Regions from separate parts of the Zea mays genome. Here region 1 is linked to region 2. The links are chromatin contacts, called in public Hi-C maps. All regions are on one chromosome and are shown on one strand. Each heading gives the region's core, a stretch centred on a gene start, on an enhancer-like site or on the middle of the called end of the contact. The rest is flanking DNA. Distances are from core to core; before and after follow the strand shown.

What was found. Hi-C and Micro-C count contacts between places; a contact is called where the count stands out from the background.
Region 1: a contact with region 2 is called in a Hi-C map of leaf, with 5 times the contacts expected there. The contact joins the promoter of LOC100274345 here to the promoter of LOC103627539 in region 2. A contact is called at or near these places in 3 of 25 Hi-C or Micro-C datasets (ear, leaf and tassel).

What each region holds. Positions count from the first base shown.
Region 1 is chr5:195,067,096-195,073,380 of Zm-B73-REFERENCE-NAM-5.0, reverse strand. LOC100274345 reads left to right here and starts at 2,736. Exons shown (of 9, transcript NM_001148705.1): 1 at 2,736-3,109; 2 at 3,248-3,357; 3 at 4,051-4,119; 4 at 4,569-4,684; 5 at 4,800-4,854; 6 at 5,627-5,747; 7 at 5,839-5,886; 8 at 6,241-6,285. The coding sequence starts at 3,025. It overlaps LOC103627492, which reads right to left and starts at 1,272. Exons shown (of 2, transcript XM_008647783.3): 1 at 797-1,272; 2 at 312-663. The coding sequence starts at 1,122. The coding sequence ends at 561.
Region 2 is chr5:194,885,998-194,892,147 of Zm-B73-REFERENCE-NAM-5.0, reverse strand. It overlaps LOC103627539 (cyclin-P4-1), which reads left to right and starts at 2,374. Exons shown (of 2, transcript XM_020538629.3): 1 at 2,374-2,861; 2 at 4,383-4,891. The coding sequence starts at 2,491. The coding sequence ends at 4,641. It overlaps LOC109939851, which reads left to right. Exons shown (of 5, transcript XM_020538226.1): 3 at 358-459; 4 at 504-569; 5 at 706-962. The coding sequence ends at 739.

The DNA of each region.
Region 1 (6,285 bases), core at 1,487-3,986, 180 kb before region 2:
ACGAAGCGCCGAGGGCGGCTACCGGCAGGCCTTCGAGCCCGTTCTTGGCGGCCCAGGACCGGATCACCCGCCTGGCGACGTCGACCTCCTTCCCCGGCGACTAGCACTCCCCGGCGCTCGCAACGGCCAGCACGGCGAACCGCCTCCGCAGCGCGCGGTCCGTGATGGCGACGTCCTCTGGCAGGCCGACGCACCCCGGGCAGCGCGGGGACGGCGGCCAGAAGTTCTCCGGGCGGCAGCGGCAGCCGTGGGCGACGAAGAGAAACGCCCTGGCCGGCCCCGCAGCGGGTAGCTCCCAGATGGCGCGCGCTCTCTCCATGGCCCGCCACCTCCTGCCGCCTGCTCCACCTCCCGGCGCTCCTCGACGGCGTCGAGCTCGCGCAGCGCGCCCGCGCCCTCCTCTCCGACATCGCGCGCCGCCACATGGAGCTGGACACGGTCGTGTTTGTTATTTGCTGTACATCAGGCACGGAGCTTCAGAATGCTTCTTGTAACCCTGGGATCTACTCAACGTGTTTGTTATTGATCAAGAAACTCCCTTGCCTTTCCGCGCTGGGAGATCAATACCGATCTGACTGAGTAACTATAGCCTCGACCCGATCTATCGATGCATGCAACTTTCTATAGTTCATACTGAAGGCTGGTTCTCCTGCGCCAACAGCCCTGTGTAGAGCAAATATGTCGATCATAGTGTTCGTGAGTTCAAATTGTTCTCAGGAACTAGGATCTTTGCTCGAATGCTTATAATAATTATAAGTAATTTATTTAAGTAGCGTTAGTGCTGATTCAGACTTACCCATGAATCTCAGGAAGCACATACTCTGCTTTCCATCCAATCCTCAAATCAAACCATGGGAACAAGCTGAGTTTTGATGAGGGCGCAGCGGCCGAGCGCCTTGACGTCGCCGATGCGATTGAGGACGTCGAGCAACACTGCGTCGTGGAGCCGCTCGAACTGGTCGGCGGACTCGGCCTCGCCGCACGGGCACTCCTCCTGCTGCTGCCGCGCCGCCTCCATCCCACGGAGGTTGCAAGCAGCCAGGCACACATATCGGGATCGGGGAGAGGAGCGCGCGTGCTCGTGCTCCCGCCACCTCCTGGCTCGCCGCCGTCCGCGGCCATCTCGCCGTCCGAGTCCGGCACCGCGGCCCCCTGGGGATGACGGCGCTGAAGACGGCAGCCGAGCGGAGGAGACTTATTCTCACGGCGGGAGATTAATTAGTGTCCATAACAACTAATGGGATTTTTATGTCCATATCAGCGCTTGGCCGTCCTCTGCGTCTTCAAATTGTCGAAGCCCTTCCCTATGCCTCCATTTCGTCGAAACCAACTCTGTCGTGTTCCATAATGACAATAATCTCGGTGGTTTAGACGTGGTTAGTTCTGACCACTGTACGTGCTGGGGCGTGTACTACGTGCCTTCGTCTTTCGATCGCTACCTGCTCGCGTGTAGTATGAAAAATGTGCCGACGAATTAATGCAAAAATACTCCGTACTAGTTTTTAAAAAGGAGATGGGCGCTTTAAGCGTAGTCTCAACTGTCGCACATCAAATGATTAGCGTGACGACGAATTCGCTGCCTTTTGAAGAAAACAAAGTGGGTGGGATTAGGTCCTACAGGTCCACTGAGGGACGGGTGTTGAACTGGTAGTGGTAGTTGCATCGCATGCTGGACCACACCGTCGTGCTGCCTCAACGGTGCGTGGTAGAGCGGGCCTGTTCGTTTATCCAGAATTCCTCCAAATTCGTTCTAGCTGATAAAGCTGGAGTATATAAATTAGACAAGCAATTTGCTTAAGATTCGTTGGAACATGCCCTAAGAGAAGAAAAAAGAAAGAAAAGCCATCGGCAACTCCAGAAAATGACAGCTCAAGCGATCCGACAGTACAGTCTGCTTCCCTTGATCTTTCATGACGCTCTCGGGTGGTTCAACAGAAACAGATTACCCACCAACGAAAATGTTCTCCATAATTGGGTTAGACAATGCATGCGTGCTGAAAATAAAATCGAGCCGCCTGCATGCCTCTAAAAAAAAGAACTTGACGGCAGCAGGAGTATGTGTAGCGCCGAGACTTGTACTGTATAAGTCTATATAGTTCTAAAACAAAACAAAAGTAGTTATTATATATATTTGTGCCCAGTCCAAAGTTATAACACGGTTATTGAGAGCCGATTCTTTTTAATATACTCGATAGTTTCAGCTTTAAATTTCATGGAGCTAGGCTGGAACCCGTGATGCCTCCCTCAGTGACCTACATTAACACGAAAACACGCTGACCTACTCCTCCAAACATGCCGATCCACTCCTACAACCTAGATTACCGGAACGTCCAATAAAAATGAAAATTTTAGTTTTGCTAAGGCAAACCGCCTTAATTCTACCAGAAACAAGTAAAAAAGTATATTAGGATTTTTATAGTACATATCGTTAAATCCGTAAATATTGAATTTGGAGGAATTAAGGGCAGGCGAAAGAGAATATATGCCCCCCCCCCAAATTAAAGGAATAAAATGGGAGGGTATAGTTTAATTAAAATATAGTAAAGAGAAAAGGCCTCGGGGGAAAAAATAAAAAGGAGAGAAGAAAAGCGAACCGAGCAAGCAAAGGCAAAGCCGGAAGCATTTCCCTATATTGATTGATTTATCCAAAGCAGCAGCGGCAGGAGCACTGCACCGTCCAGCACACACCAGCATTGTCCTGAGGCCTGAGCAGCGCTGCGCCGCCCAACCAGAACGACGAAGCGGAGCCAGCGCCAACGAACCAACTAACCAACGGACGGAAGTGGCGAGGCAAGGCCGCCGCGAAGCCGAGCAATAGCCCCCCTCCTCTACCCGTTCCTCTCCTGCCTTCTCGGGATCTGCCCGCCCGCCTTGTGCCCCCGCGGTTGGAGCTCCGGCTGCACGACACCATGAGCCCCCGCGCGTAGAGGCTGGGAGAGAGGGAGCGGGGAACAAAGTTAGGCACCAACAAAGTTAAGTGGGGAGGCCAGAGCTGGCCAGCTGGGTCGCTGTTCTACCAGAGGGATGGACGGGAGCGCCGGCTCCTTCGTCGCCGTCCGCCGGCTCTCTGGCTCCGACCGCGCCGCCGCCTTCCACCACTCCTCTTCGGGTGCCTCGCCTCGCCTCGCCTCCGATTTGGATAGTTCCTCGTTTGTTTTCTTACATAGCGGCTGTTGTTGCTCCCGCCTCACGCCACGGGACGATGCTTATGGTTATGGTCTGTGCTGTCCCTACGCTGTTGCTGCAGCGGAGGTCGTGACGGGGTCGACGGCGTGGATCGGGAGGGGGCTCTCCTGCGTCTGCGCGCAGAGGAGGGACAGCGATGCGCGCCTTTCCTTCGATTTGACGCCTGTGCAGGTGAGATTCGTCTATTTCTTTACGATTTCATTGCCAAGTGTTCTTCTGCGGATTCTCGACCCTGCCAATGAAATTTGTAATATCTCACTGTTTAGCCCCCCTGATTTCATTCTCAGCTTCAGACCCTACTCTGAATCTCGCATTGCTTCTGCACCACCTGCGTCAAAATTGCTCTGACTCTCTGTTAATTCACTTCAGTGCCTTTTTAACTGGAGTAAGTTGTTTATTAATTTGGTGAATTATCATGTCAACGAAATTTGAGACACCTCACTGTTTAGCCCCCCCCCCCCCCCCCCCCCCCGAATTTATTCTAAACTTCAGACTCTCCTCTGGATCTCGCATTGCTTCTGCACCACCTGCGTCAAAATTGCTCTGACTCTGTTAATTCACTTCAGTGCCTTTTTAACTGAAGTAATTTGTTTATCAACGAAATTTGAGATACCTCACTGTTTAGCCCCCCCCCCCCCCCCCCCCCCCCCCAAATTTATCCTAAACTTCAGACTCTCCTCTGAATATCGCATTGCTTCTGCTTCTGCAGCACCTGCGTAAAAATTGCTCTGACTCTGTTAATTCACTTCAGTGCCTTTTTAACTGAAGTAATTTGTTTATTGATTTGATTAATTTGGGTTTAGCTGTACACTGCAGGATATTGATTTTATCCACAGTTAACATATTCTCTCTAGCGTGTTTCAGGAAGAATGCCTACAGAGGTTACAAAACCGTATAGAAGTTCAGTATGATAGTGCAAACAGAGAGCATCAGGTACTTGTACTTCTTAGGTTCCTATTGACGCTAAACTGTCCTCATGAGGTTCATCTCGTGTTACTTGTGAAATTCCATGCACTATTACGAACTGTGTGCGTGCTATTTTCCCACAATTTTCTAATCAAAATATTCAGCACAAAAGGATAACCTCATATATTGGATATTCAATTGAAAAATCTAGCAGGCCTGTAGATCTGAGCAAAATGATATGGAGTACATGCTGTTACTTTCACAACACATAGATGGTCTTTTTTTTGCAAGGACTTCAGTTGTTATGTTGCTCCTTGTCCTTATGAGTTAACACTTAACCTGCTCGAGTTACAATTATACATCTCAATCCAGATCATCTTTTTCATGTTCTGGTTCTGCTCATTTATCCTTTCTGATGACATTTGAGAAAGCATAGCTAGTTACTTAACCTGTTATCTCATCTTTCTTTCTTTTAGGAAGCACTACAGTCCCTTTGGTGTGCTTCTTTTCCTGGCACCGAGCTTCGGGGGCTAATATCAGAACAATGGAAAGAGATGGGTTGGCAAGGGAAAGACCCATCTACAGATTTTAGGTATTACATTTTCTCCTCTGTCCCAGCTGCTATCAGTTACCCCGTTTTCTCAGTAGTAACCTTAGTTAACCTAGAGAGTAGAGATAGGTGATCCTTTGTTGTGTTGGCATTACAGAGGTGGAGGCTTCATCTCCTTGGAGAATCTATTGTACTTCGCTAGGAACTATCCAGTGAGTGCAAATCCTTGTTTTTAGCAATATTTTGCTTTTGTCACATGCTTTTGTATAATGATTTTATGTGGCCTTAAAGACTTGAGGCTCTGATGTACTCGAGCCTTCAGCACTTCTGTTTGGAGCATAGCAAACAGGACCTAGATGGCTTGCTGAACATAATCATTTGCAGGGTTATAATAAGATGTGGCATATGCTGCTATTTTATGTTCTAAATGTCTAATATTTCCTTGTTAATCCGTGCGAAAAGGGAAAAGAAAAAAGTTCCACAGTACATGTTGTGGGCTAGACTGAAAAACATGCAAAACACATCTAACAAAATAGGATATTGAACAATATGGTTACACATGTGATTTATTTAAAACTGAAATGTTCATGATGATATGGCATTGTGATACTAAAAAATAAAAATTCGACCTGCGGGGGTAAGACAACCTCCGGACATTATGGTAAGAAGAAAACCTTCTCACTCAGGTCGAGAACCTTCGAACCACTGTCCCACCCATACACAGTGGCACTGTAGCCCATGTGAGAAACGACCACGACTGGGACCAGACCTTTAGACCTGTACTTTGTCCTAGGACAGACGAGAGGATTTTTTTTAACTACGGCCTGAAATTCACGGAGAGTTGAACCTAGGACCCGAGGAGTGCTACTCAAACCACCCAACCAACTTAGCTAGAGGCTCTTTCGCTGTCATTGTGGTACTTAACTGTTAACTCACATAGTTATTCATACCTGCCACAAATTGGTTTAACATACTTTTCTGCAGAAATCTTTCCAGGAACTCCTTCGCAAGCAGAATGGTGACCGTGCAATCTGGGAGTATCCATTTGCTGTCGCTGGTGTAAATATAACCTTCATGCTCATTCAAATGCTTGATCTCCAATCAGGTTTGTCAAGCAATAGTTCCTCCAAATCATAAGCTAAGTTTTTGACTATTGGTTCACTTTAAATTGACCCTAATCTCGATGTCCTGTGCAGTTAAACCGAGGTCATTGTTCGGAGCAGTTTTCCTAAAGCTTCTTTCAGGTATAGTCTTCATTGCAGTAGTCTATTTCGGAACAGGCGCCATAACCTACTAGAACTGTTTATCACTAGATTCTTTTGTACCAACTATTCCTTTTACCATAGAGTTTCTTTGGCCTTAAGTTGTTTTCTTGTGATGATGACTATGAATGAAAGGTGTTTCATCAATATGCATAATTTAAACAAGTTCCAGTTTGCTAACTCCATTGCTTTAAGGCCACATAATATAGTAATGCTATCTTTTAGTTTTACACTTGTACTTCTCAGAGGTAGAAAACACACAAATGTGAGCTGGCTGAAGGATCTAGTTACATTACTTCCAAATGTTGATTCAATGTTTCGACTTCTGATGTTCAGAAAACGATCAAGCTTTTGACATTCTCTACTGCATAACCTTCAAGC
Region 2 (6,150 bases), core at 1,125-3,624:
ATATATATAGTTTGTTTGACAAAGATGGGTGCCAAACTGTGATTGGAATGAAAGCACACCTTTTGCCTACATGCTCTGTTTATTCTCTGCCACACGAGCTAATATGCCTCTAAAAAGCAATTTGTAAAAAGGGAGGTGTATAGGCTGCGCCGATCATATCATAGGCGGTGCTGATTGAAAGCAACAAAAGGGGTGGGAAAAGGAGTGCACTGTCAAAGGGAATTTGGTAGGGGAACAGAGAAAAGATACTTGGCCATTGTTAAGCAGTATCTTGGTGCAAGTTGCCATCTCCTTGATCTTTTTTCGGTCCAGGATTGGCTGACGTGTTTCTTTCTTTGCTCGTTTGAACTGCAGCAGCTATGGTGTGGTGGAGGTGGAGCTCGTCTTGCCTAACAGCCCCTTCGTGTCCCCCACCAAGGAGGAGGCCTCATACGCTGATGCTGTCACCGCTGCAGCCGCTCGGAACGGTAGCAGGAGCAGCCCTCGCCGTGTGGATTAATCGTCCCGTTGCACCCACGTCTTCCACCACCCTCGACCTGCCCCTACAGCTCCTACTTTCAGGTGCCCAGGTAAACGTTCTCAGCAGCTAGCTTAAATCTTTCCTGCGTGTTGTTTCTCTTATTGCAAGCAATTCATGTGGGGTGAGCAAAAGAAATCAAAGACTATTGTTTTTTTTGTTGTTACAAATGTTCAGAATTTGTCCAGGTTTTCTCCTGGGCATGAAGCCATTGGGCTGTGATGTGTGAGGTGCACAGAGCAAAAAAAGGGGGAGGGGGCCCTCCATTCCTCTAATATGGGAGTAAGTGTCAACAAGAGCCCTCCTTGTGCCTGTCTTTCTGATAGTGTTGTAACCATTAATAATAAGCTAGCTGCTGCTCCCATGACCATGATGCATGTATATGCCAGCATAGATCCTGAATCATGATGGTCATAATCTGTGTGTTGACGGGCTGTTGTGCGCAGGGAACTACTAATATGGCTACATGATGGCCGACCCCATCAACTGAGCGTAGAGAAGCTTTGACAAAGAAAAAAGAAATACCTTTGGAGAGGTGTAATCTTCTTCAGAGTGGAAGGAGGAGGGGACAGTGAAGACATCAACAGAGAAGAAACAAGTCCAGGTTGTTTTTTAGCTCTTAGGCCTATGATAAGTATATGATAGTAAGTGTGAGTGAATAGTAGGCATAAATAGTAGTAGTAGTAGTAGTTAATTAGTAGTCGTTTATTAGTAGCTGCTGTCAGCGTCAAGAAGGTGATGAAAAGGCACACTCCAGCTCTCTTCTATGCTCGTTTGTGGCATGGATGGATCTCTCACTGTTGTGATGATGATACAGGTGATTAAACTAAACCGTAGTAGAATGGTGTAAGCTCTGTCAGTTGTAGTTGCGAAGTGGCGTGGCTGCATACATCAGACATGGCATCTAAAAGAAAGAAAAATACTCCTAGGCAAGCGAACAAAAGCCAGAGAGACGGACGTAGGAGGAGGGAAAAGTGATAAGGTGAGATGCGGCGGGGGCTACTTGCTGGGACCAGACCAGAGCACTGAGCACTCACAGGTGCGACTGCATCCCAGCGCAGAGAAGAGAGAAGAGCACAGAGAAGAGAGAGCACTCCCTGGCGGGCCTTAGTTGTGCTGCTGAGCTTGTGTTGCGTCCAACTTTTGCTATTCTTTTCGCCGCCCTTGTAGGAGTACTGCCGTGGTAGCGGATGGCTACTAGCTAGCAATAGCAGTTGCAAGTCGCCTGGCGTCAAGCAAATTGCTGGTGAAGGTTTTGTGCTCCCGGTTCGCCGAATTTTGGGTCAGCCAAAGCCTGAATCTGCTGGTGCTCGGAGTGGAGTGAGGTTAATATATCTTATCATAACATGTTCATTCCGTAGCAACGCACGGGCATTTACCTAGTCAAGATATAATTACTGAAGATTACTCAATACAGATTTTAATTGCGTGAGATAATCTTAGGCTTTCGGTAGCTAGCTTAATTTATCAGTTAGCACCGAAGATGCCAAACTAGTGATTTGTAAGTTCAGGTTAAATTTTCCTAAACCAGCACGAAAGAAAATCAACGAAACCAAACTAACCGCATGTGTAGTCCTCCGTTAAATAAGAGAGGTTGTTAAAATCTCGTAAATCAGCACGAAAGAAAATCAACGAAAACCTAATAACCACAACTCCACAAGTTAGGCCCTGTTTCAATCTCACGGGATAAACTTTAGCTTCCTGCTAAACTTTAGCTATATGAATTGAATTGCTAAAATTTAGCTTAAATTACAACCATTAGCTCTCCTGTTTAGATTATAAATAGCTAAAAGTAGCTAAAAAAAGCTGCTAAAGTTTATCTCGCGAGATTTGAACATGGCCTTATCCTCCGTTCTATTCTATAAGAGAGGTTCTGATAAACTCTCCCCCACCTGTTCTCCACCAGCCCCGGAGGTCGACACGTGCGCCACACCATAGGGCAGGGCCCAGGGAGCCCGGCGACCTCCATCTCCATGGCCGAGTGCGAGGAGCTGGTGGAGAGCGGCGGCGCCGAGGAGGACATGCCCCGCGTCGTGGCCGCCCTCGCCGGCATCCTGGAGCGCGTCGCGAACCGCAACGACGCGGCGGCGGCCGCGGAGGTCTCGGCCGTAGCCCCGGCGTCGGCGTTCCGGGCGACGACGAAGCCGGGCATCTCGGTGCGCGCCTACATGGCGCGCATCGCGCGGTTCGCTGGGTGCAGCCCCGCGTGCTACGTCGTGGCCTACGTCTACCTGGACCGCCTCCTGCGCCGCGGCCGCCTCCTGGCGCTCGCCGTCGACTCCTACAGCGTGCACCGCCTCCTCATTACCGCCGTGCTCGCCGCCGTCAAGTTCATGGACGACATGTGAGTCCTCCGATCCCTCTCTCTCCATGCCTATGCCCTGTGGGGTATCGCGATCAAACGAACCAACTGTCCTGCTGAATTTGCGGCGCAGCTGCACATGATCGTCTTTCCCCATTAGGTATTTATTTGTCGGTCTATAACTGGGAGCACGTAGGTCAAGTAGCTTGGTGCGGTTCACTCTGTTCTTGGTATGTTCAGATGTTCTTGATTCTGAACTGTCCATGTGCTATTCGTAGAACTCCTGGATTCAAACACCGTGATGGTCAATTGCTCGGGAGAAAAAACAATTGGACCACCTGATTTTCTCTTCTTTGGTATTAAGATTTATCTACCATGGAAAAATTCAAATGCTTTGGATTCTTGTGCAAAGAGTAGCTGTGACAAAGTGCTCTATTAGTACTAGACTATTAGTACAACTTTACGTAGGCATCTTTTTGCTGCTCCCCTGTTCTCTCAGCTCCCAAGTTTCAGAATTCTGCTAGGCAGCCAGGAATAGTTTAGGAGTGCCGTCCAAGTAACTCTAGCATCATTTCCTACTCCTGGAAGGCCTGGAGTCTCCAGAATCGCGTCCCGTTTCTATCCAATTGTTCAGTGAAGTTGCTTCTGATAAACGTGAACAACAAAAAAAACAAACTTTTGATGACATTATCACGCGTCCAAGTGTCGGTGGGTGTTACAGTGTCATGTACAGAAGCGTGTCCTAGTGGCATAAGAAAAGTGTGCCAAACACTCATCAGTTCAGAATTTTGGCGGCAATCATCGATGCAAACATACACTACCGCGCTAATGATGATAGAAGGTAAGGTTGTTGTAGCAGTAGTAGTAGGCCGCGGCTAGGCTGGGCTCTCACTTGGACAGTTCAACTGTGCTATGTGAAGCTTGGCCTTTCATTGGGTAAATCCAAGCCTTCAATTCTGTCGGCCTTGCAAACAAAGGCGGGTATCGTCCACGGACGACAAAGTTAAGCCTGTCCAGCGAAGCGACCCGGCTGTTCCTCAGTTGCTTGCGTGCATCCAACCACGCACATCCACCGTGGACCCGAAGACATAAACTAGAATTCCACCCCTTCCCGGCCCCGTCACCTCTGTGCGGCTTGGAATTTAATTCTGGCGCCAGTTGTAGGGGATTGGGACTGCCAACTTGCCCGGCCATCTGCTGCTGGCCTGCTGCTGATGTTTGCCCCCTTGCTCACTTGTCACTTCACTTCTTCCTCATGCCTGCAGGGTCCCAGGAGCATCCACACCTCTAGTCTCTTCTTGTTGCTTTCTGCTTTAGTCTTTGCTTATTGGGCAACTTGCCATTCTTTAAAAAGGCTCCGTTCGGTGGCCTGTTTGGTAAAACTTTGTTGGTCGCGCTCTTTGTTCGGTTGCATGATTGTTCTGAAACTTCTACTGTAATTTTGCCGTCAATCATTGGCGAGAAGAAGTTACAGGCGTTGAGCACTAGCTTAGTACTGAAAGATAGAGTCAAACTGGCTAGAGCTGATCTGCGAGTGGATTGATCTTGTATCTGTGCGCGCAGATGCTACAACAACGCCTACTTCGCCAAGGTCGGGGGCATCAGCCTGGTGGAGATGAACTACCTGGAGGTGGACTTCCTGTTCGGCGTCGGCTTCGACCTCAACGTGGCGCCGGAGACGTTCGGCGACTACTGCGCCGTGCTGCGGTCGGAGCTACTGTGCGCGGAGGCTGCCCCCGCGCCACTCAGGCTGCAGCACTGCTGCCTGTCCGAGGATGACGCCGGGGCCGGATGCAGCGCCCAGCAGCAGCTCGCTGCATGAATGAAAGAAACCTAAGCCCATCGATCGACGACTCATCCGGTGGCTTGGGCGCAGGAGTTGTAAGCCGGTGCAAATTTTTCCAAATTATTAGATGTTTTGTCTTTTCTAGATTATAAAGCTTTCGATATATACACACATCTATATATACAGTGTGTCTAGAGGTGTAGTGGTGGTGTAGGTCGTCGTCGGTTGTACCAGCTGCTACAGTAGATTGTGTATACAGTGCTGGTGTCTTTGGTGACTTTCTGAATCGTGTGCGTGTTCGTTCCGGTAGCGAAGGTAACTTGAACAAGCAATGAGGTGCGCCATGCAGTGTTCTTCTCCATTGGAAGCAGCGATGCGCCAACCACTGCTTAAAGGTAAGGGCTGGGGAGGGCGGTAGGGCTCACACGAAAGATACGAATCCGATCGTATGGCTGGCAATGATAACGTGCAGGCACCCAAATCTTTGGTACAGGGACTCCGCACCACGATGGACTTTGAACATGGTTCCCGCCGGTGCATGAGTAAAAGGCCGCTCTCGGTACAAAAATTCCATATTCTCGTTTAATAGAGCGTGAAAAAATCAATGCAACGAGTGTAGTTGAAATAATGGCTTGTTGTGTATTTAATTCAACCGTGGCTTCTACAGTATTTTGTCTCTATAGATCGTAACTGTAGCAGTCTGAACAGTTGCAGTAACTACGGCTGCAGAACAGCTGAGCAGTATTAGAAGCCTTACTATGCCACAAAATTAAATGCGGTGAGCTTATTTGAAACATAAAAACTGAAACTAGGCATTATGCTAAGGTTGACCGTTGACCTAGCCATGGATCAAATGTTGGATGTGTTTGGTTCGGTGTCAACGAGGGATGGGACAGGATCAACCATGAGTTGACCATGTCCCTTATTTTTTGAGAGATGACCTCATCCACTATTTTTGAATAATATTTTTTGACCCTTACTCTAGACTTCCAAACCAAACATGAGTCAAGTTGGAATGATCGCATCTCATCCCTCTTCATCGTTTCTCATCCATCCATCCAAACACTACTAAGGTCTTGTTCGGTTAGCTCACAATCCACATGGATTGAGTGGGATTGGATAGGTTTAAATCTCAACTAAGTCAAACCCTTTTTAAATTTTTTTCCAATCTTATCCAATTCATGGGTAACGGGATTAACCGAACAAGGCCTAATGTGGCATAACTGGAATTTGGAAACAACATAATGGAACCATCAACCCAACTGAGGTTGGTTTAAAAGTCAATCCACGTACGACTAGTGATGATGCACTCTGGAGGCAACTCTACTCAGGCCACACTCAATTCTCAATGACTCAAACTTGCAAAGTAGCACTACGACTTGACCCTATTTTGATTCAGCTAACTTTTGGGCCATTTTAAGTTTTCGTATGGCCCAGTTTGGCCAAACATGCCCTGCCATCAGCCCATTAGGAAAAGGGTTCGTCTTCGTGCGGTGGGAGATGAACGCGGGCGTTGTTTCCGATGGGAAGCGCTTGGGCTTGGAC